2 separate regions of the Mus musculus genome follow, and region 2 is linked to region 1. The links are chromatin contacts, called in public HiChIP or PLAC-seq maps. All regions are on one chromosome and are shown on one strand. Each heading gives the region's core, a stretch centred on a gene start, on an enhancer-like site or on the middle of the called end of the contact. The rest is flanking DNA. Distances are from core to core; before and after follow the strand shown. Region 1 overlaps Sirpa (signal-regulatory protein alpha). Region 2 overlaps Tgm3 (transglutaminase 3, E polypeptide).

Region 1 (3,437 bases), core at 438-2,937:
AAATCTTATTTTATTAATTTCTTTCTTTAAAACCTATTATCTATTTATTTGTTGTGTGTGACTATCTTTTCTGTATGTGTGTATGCACACTAAATTCATGCTTAGTTCCCATGGAGGTAGGAAGAAGGCATTAAATCCCCTAGGACTGGAGTTACTGATGGCTGGGAATTGAACCTGTGTCCTATGGAAGACCAAGTGCCCTTAACTGTTAGGTTATCTATTCCATCCCAACAATATGTCTTGTATTTAGTATCATGTTTAAAATATCAACTCAAATATTTACCTTCATGCTCTCTAAAATGTTTCCTGAGTTTATTTGACTATGGTTGTGTTCTTTCATCCTGTTTTCTATGAATAGCCCTAGCTTCCCAAGAAGAGGAACCCAGGGCTTAGACAAGTATCACTGGCTCCTTGCCAGTTGGGATAATGTACCCAGGACCATGACAAATGACAGATAAACTCAATGGAAAAAGTCAGGGGACTAGTGATTAAATCTAACTTCTAACCTGGCAGTTAGGGAGCTTAGTGTTCCTAAGATATCAAGCAGGCTTCAAAGTAAGTTCTTTTTCTTCCTTCTTGGGTTTTCTTCTCATACATACATACATACATACATACATACATACATACATACATACATACATGAATACATACTACATGTATACATGCATCCACTTCCCCAACCATTCTTTTATCTAACAATCTATCTACCCATCATTAACTCACCCATCTGCTCATCCTCCACCCTCCCACTCTTCTACCCATTCTCCCGCCTCTCAAACAAACATTTGCTGGATGCTTTCTAGGGGCTGGTCATGGGAATTACGTCAAGGAACATACTCCACTACTCTACCTACTATCAGGCAGCACCCAGGGTACTACAGAAGAGGGATGTGAATCAACCAACACAAGGTCTATGTGTAATTACAAACTGTGATAGAGGTTCCAGAGAATTGTGAGACAGCTGTAGCATGTATAACAAATGAACTAGGCCCAGTCTCCAGATTGGAGGGCAAGTAGAAAGTGAGTGTTCTGGACAGAGCTTAGAAGCACAAAGAGCCGGGGACCCATTTTTGAATCTGTCGGGAGGCTGATGGAGAGTAATTTGGAAGGGAGTGCAGCTCTGATAAGGGCCAGGACCTGCAGGGAAGGCTGGTCTCTGCCTCAGTCTGGCTCCCCTGCACAACCTGACTCATCCTTACTCAATATTTAGACCTCAGCTTGGGGGTTTCCTATCTGGGAAGCTGCTTCACCTCATGCAGGCTTAGCAAAGCCCTCGTATTTCCATCTGATAAGAAAAAGGTATCCTAAACTCAGAAGTAAGGCAAAAGGAGGGAGTGTTTCTTCTCATTCCAACAGTGGAGCACTGTTTAAAGCATTACTAAAGGATAACTCAGTCCTGACATGAAATACACCCGAGCTTGTTTATGCTGCTTGATTAAGGTCCAGATTTTATAAAACTATGATATGTTTCCAATTTGTAAGTTTTGCCTCTCTAGGTCTGGTTTATCACCTTAGGAAATGTTAACATTCCCTATCTCAAACTTTGACTTTTTTCCTCTCACATTCCTTTCTTAAAAGCCCGAGGGCACCCATTTCCTCTTGGCAGCAGGGCCTGCCCTCCTGCAGGGGACCCTTGTTCCCTGACTGATGTTCTCATTCTGTAAGCAGCCATGGGCAGGCTCAGCACTGCTGTTCGGACTGGCAGCCGCTCTCACTTCCTCCCACTCCATGAGCTCATATGGGTGTGGCCCATCCTTCGTCACCACTGCATTCTCAGAATTTTGTAGAAGGCCTGCTTCCAAGCAGGAACTTGAGAAATAGTTATTAACTCAACGATCTGGAGTTTGTCTTTGCCTCTCTGAGCCTCATTTCCTTGTCTGTGAAATGGACATCACAGCACCCATCTCTGCCAAGTTTCCATGAACTGAAGAATGCAAGAGATCACAAGACTCTCAGGCACATTGTATCCCTTAGATGACTTGTCTCTCCAGACGACTTATATGTTGAAAGCCTGGCCTCCAGTTGGCTGATGGAATCACTGGAGAGTGACGGACCACGAGGACTATGGCCTAATCAACAGGCTCTTCCACTGAGTTTCATAACTTGATGGCATTAGTGGGAGGTGGTGGGAGCAGCGAGGTGGGGCCTGGGTGGAGAAAGCATGTAACTGGAGGCATGTATTTGAAGAGTGTTCCCTGACCTACCACCCTTCTTCCTGGTAAGGGACCTTTGATGACATGTTCCTCCCCGACTGCCATGTTCTGTCTTGCCACAGGCCCATAGGAATGGAGCCAGCTAACCACAGATAGAAATCTCTAAAACCTAGAGCCTTAAGTTATTATTCTTTCAGGTGTTTGGTCATGGTGACAAAGAGCCAGCACACAAGGTGTGCTAAAGCCTCCCTCAGTCTAGGGACTGAACACTAAAGGGGGAGTACGAATTTCTGGGGTGGGGAGTGTCCGGGTCTGGTTAAAGGAACACCAAGCTACAGGATAACTCCTCTATGGCCTCAGCATTAGTTCTTGTCCTTCTATGATGAACTGTGATGTTGTGTAGTGATGTTGTGTAAATGTCAACAAAATAAACCCTTTCCTCCCCGACTCACTTTTGGTCACAGTGCTTTACTGTAGCCATGGAAAGCCTATGCCATGGTCATCAGCCCCATTGGGCAGGTAGAGAGGCACAGCTCAACACTCAATGCAGACCTGCATGCAGCACGGGGTGATCCTTTCTTTAATCCCCAGGGAACCTTGGGAGGGGCACAATTAAACCCTATTGTACAGCCAAGGTCCCGGAGGTAGCGAGCGGGTGGGTGAACTGTCCAAATCCCCCACAACACTGAAGTAGTAGAGAAAGTCTGTCTGAATTTTCAGCACAACCGATGCAACCATGACTCTGTCTGAGCCAAGGGAACAGAACTTCTGTAAAACCTAGCGTAGACCAAGTTACACAGAATGTTTTGAAGCCTTGGCACAGTTCATCCTCACCCCCAGCCCCAGAGGACAGGCAACTGGCAGACTCCAAGGACAGAGCTTCAAAGACAAAATGGAACACCCCCAAGGCATTATTGTTACCCAGAAATCTTTATTACAAAAATATTTTGCAAGCCAAAAATTTTAAGTTGCAACTATGTACAAAACAGGGCCTGTTTCCTTCTCATCTGGTCTACAGAAAAACAAATCCCACTCCTCACAGGGCGCTTCTGTTCTCTTCTTTGTACCAGGGTTCCATAGGCTTGGGAGCCCCCAGGCTGCCTGGTTAAAGCCAAAGCTACACATCTTCCCTTGCCTTGTTCCTTTCTCCCTCCAAAAAAACTTAAGACAAAATTAGGATGCCAGCGAGGACATTCTTTTAACTCATCTATACACCCGTGTGTGTATACACATGTGATGTCTTTAGGCAGAGGAGAAGGGGGTGGAGCTTTACCAACCAACCCT
Region 2 (3,437 bases), core at 251-2,750, 410 kb before region 1:
CCCATGGAGGCTGTTCACTACTCTGCCCACAGTCAACCGACTCACGGGAAGCAGTAGGATCCCATCAGTGAGCAACTCTTTTGGGCCCTAGATTGATTGAGTCCCACCAACTACAGGATGAGTCAGTTACCTTCTTCAGGATCCAAGGATATTGTGGCTGAGTCCTTCCACACTTCGTGGACAAGGGTACCATTGTAGACGATGGTCCAGGCTGTCATGTTCATCGTCACTGTCTTCCTGTCATTAGTCATGTTTTTGAGCATCAGGGACAGACTGACTTCTTTGCCTACTGCCAGTATCCCCGTGACCTTGAACTTCCCAGAAATGCTGGGCTCCTTGTCTTCCCCTTCTGGATTCCTCGAAGATGTTGCGCCGAAAGATGCGTTAGGTTTGAGTTTGTCCAAAGCCTTTTGGTGCACTTGTCTTTCCTCACTGGAACCTGTGCATTGGCGAGGGAAACAAAAACTAAACAAGGGTACCTCAGAGATATAGCTGCAATTCAGACAATGGACAGTGCGACCCGCCTGGAAAGTGGCCTAGATCTAACATTGACACTACTTCTACCTGTCCAAAATGCTCCCAGCAAGGGTCTAATCTTGTCAGGTCTCCATTAACCCTTCTTAGTATAAGGCTTCCAGGCCAGCTGGGCTGTGGTCCCTTTTCAATCAAGTCTATACCCTTGGGAAGCCACTGAGAAAGCTAGGTCAGTTTCTGCAAACATTACTATGGGGCTTCATTATTTCCTTGTTTTAAGTTAGTTTTTTTTTTCATTTTCTACCTCCCTTCCTCCCTCCTTCCTTCCATCTCTTTCTCACTTCCTTTCTCGTTCTTTGACTGGAAGGTCTTTTCCTGAGACTTGAAGAACAAACCGATCATTTAAAAGCAGACAACAAAACTGAATGGAGAGAATTGAGAATGAATCCATAAGCAAAGCCAGACTCAGGAGGAAGAACTCCAAATCCCGTCCCCACGTTCCCCAGGCTGTGTCTAGAGGCACTTTGAGAGTCAGCAAGTGACACTTTTGTCTGTGCAAGTCAGCAAGAACATCCTGAGGCTGATGAGGTTCTAAGTCATGGCTAGTTTGAATTGCTGAGATGTTTGGAGTCTCAAAAACCACAAGGGCTCAAACAAAGGGTGCATTCCCTGACTCTATAGGTGCTGCTGACTATGGCAGCAGAAGTAGTGAGAGGACAGCACTGGTGACACCCTAAAGGCTCGGCACACTGGGAACAGAGCAAACAACTCCAAGCTCAGGCTGACTAAGCAGTTCACCGGCTGCTCCTGGCCTTGACCTGCAGACACATGTACCATACAGCAGAAGGTCTTGGCCTCCCAAGAGGACAGAAGAGTGACCATGTTGGCATGTATGGATCCTTAGGCTTTCCTAAAACCAACTTGTGAAAGTTTCAAAGTAAACCAGAAGGCTTAAGATAAGTCCTCTCCAAGTCAGTGAGTCCTTTCCATGAATTATGTAAATTCCCTGGCAGGGACTTCAGAGGCTCATGCAATCTAAGGGAAGCTACTGGTTTGGGCTACTCTGGGATTTAGATGAAGAAAGGGAGGGACTCATCTCCAGAGATCTGGAGCCTGGTCTAAGGCTCCTCCCTTGTACCCACCCTGCTGAAAGCAAGAGGCTAGATTACCCAGCTTGAGAGCTCCCGGAGGGTCAGGTTCCTCTGACTGCCCTTCCATCCTCTCTGACTGAGCTGTCAGTCCACACCCAAAGCTGAAGGCTCTACTGAGCCTCTGAGCCTCTTTGCGTGAGTCCCCGAAGCAGGCTTTGGACAAGGAGGTTCCAGAGCCTATATAGGTCACCTGCTGAGCTTACTCAAGACTATGCTTCCTGCTGCTGTTTTCTCACCGCAGTATTGCTATTGTGCAAATGCTTAGCAACCCATTTTTATGAGCTTTTCCTGCCTGGGGCTCTCTGAGACCAACTGGCATTATTAGGCAAGAAGATGTAGGTAACGTCAGATAGCTGTTCCATCCTGCTGTCACGCATGAGCAGAGGTCCTGCCAAGAGTCCTGGAGGGAGCTTCCTACTAGGCTTCCCTCCATTGCTTAGAAGGTTTCTAGGACTTCAGAGTCACAGGATCAATATGTGAGAGTAGTAGGGAAAGTCACAGGCTCATACAGCCAGGAGAGCAGCAGTACATAAACAAAAGAATCTGTGGAAAGGTGTTATTCCAGGGAAGGTAAGGGAAGGTATCCAAATGGATGGAGCTCACCATCCTAGTCATTAAGTCCTTACTGTGTGCCAAACACTCTACTCTGTGTGCATTTTTGTATTGGAATCCAACCCAAGAGAGACACTGCTATTCTTGTTTGGTTGGCCGGGGAACAAGAAAATCAGAGATAATACAAAGCCTGTTATAAGTGGTAGGTAGGATGAGAGTCTCCTTCTGTCCTGGATTGTTTCCTGTTCCCCATGCTTGTCTTACACCATGCTATTGAAATTACCAGCCTGGCACCTGCCTCGCCAGTGACACCATCTGCTGAGATTTATCTACAGGGTACCTGGAGTAGGCACTCAGACTGTGAAAGTTGTCAGATAGTTTATTACAGCAGGCATGATCTCTTTCCAATGTTCTACCATTCTCAAACAAGTGTATTTCTATTTCAGAGAATTTCAACAGTGTTTACAGACCACAAAGTGTCCATCCACTGGTACCTAGAGTGGACACCTCTGGTCTCAGAGTTAGACTCCACCTTCAAGAGACAGTTTTCTCCTTTGAACACTGACCAATAGTCAGCAGTTGTCGGAGATTCGGTCTGATTTTTAGAAGCACACTTTTCTTTCACCCTTCCCTCTACCACTTCCTAGAAATTTCTGTGAGGATCATTTGAGTCTTGAGTCAACTTTCCCCAAGTATTTTAGAAAGAGCAAAGTATGAGTCCATTGGAGAGTAGCCATGGCCTGCTAGAGCAACTGCTAAATTACTCTGGGCTGTTTCTAAGGCAGAACCACACTTCCAAGTGGAAAGCTTTTGCCTTCCTTGAGAACGGCTTTGCTGCTGGTTCCCATAGCAACATGGTGTGACCATGGCCTTCCTAGGTTACCGTAGGAGGATGGCAGCAGTACAGATGATGGAGATTTCATTAGACTCCTTTAGGAATCATACCCCAGGGCTCCTGAGTGGGTGGGGGCCAATGCATGCAGATGGCACAAGCTCACATCCCTGAGTTTGTTTCTTTACCGAGATGGCATTCTCTGTCTGTGTTCTTGGAGACTAGAGACTTGATAGAGAAATGTGTCCCAAAGCCCTTGAGGACCAGACCTCTCCCTGTGATGCCCAATCATAGTAACATCAGTTCAGTTGACAATTGAGAAAGGACATATCTGGAGGTGGACTGGGTTTACCCTTGTCTGTGCTCTGACGTTAACTCCCTCAGATATTGTAGCTGTCCTTAATGCTTCTGTCCCCATGGAAAACAAC

Evidence for each region. HiChIP or PLAC-seq counts read pairs in DNA pulled down with a chosen protein or histone mark.
Region 2: a contact with region 1 is called in an H3K27ac HiChIP or PLAC-seq map of acute myeloid leukemia, with 4 times the contacts expected there. The contact joins two enhancer-like sites. A contact is called at or near these places in 1 of 484 Hi-C or Micro-C datasets (epidermal suprabasal cells), 1 of 115 datasets of contacts at active chromatin or transcription factors (acute myeloid leukemia) and 1 of 9 other capture datasets (embryonic stem cells).

The regions. Positions count from the first base shown.
Region 1 is chr2:129,631,856-129,635,292 of GRCm38.p6, reverse strand. It overlaps Sirpa (signal-regulatory protein alpha), which reads right to left. Exons shown (of 9, transcript NM_001355158.1): 9 at 3,065-3,437. Among named protein-coding and RNA genes, the nearest start is that of Sirpa, 41 kb to the right of the region's middle. Within about 2 kb of position 1,687, at least 153 of the 459 cell types and tissues checked have an H3K27ac peak or open chromatin away from gene starts, as enhancers often do. A contact at or near this core is called in acute myeloid leukemia and epidermal suprabasal cells, where this site is marked.
Region 2 is chr2:130,038,759-130,042,195 of GRCm38.p6, reverse strand. It overlaps Tgm3 (transglutaminase 3, E polypeptide), which reads right to left. Exons shown (of 13, transcript NM_009374.3): 10 at 131-439. Among named protein-coding and RNA genes, the nearest start is that of Mir6339, 24 kb to the right of the region's middle. Within about 2 kb of position 1,500, at least 28 of the 459 cell types and tissues checked have an H3K27ac peak or open chromatin away from gene starts, as enhancers often do. A contact at or near this core is called in acute myeloid leukemia and epidermal suprabasal cells, where this site is marked.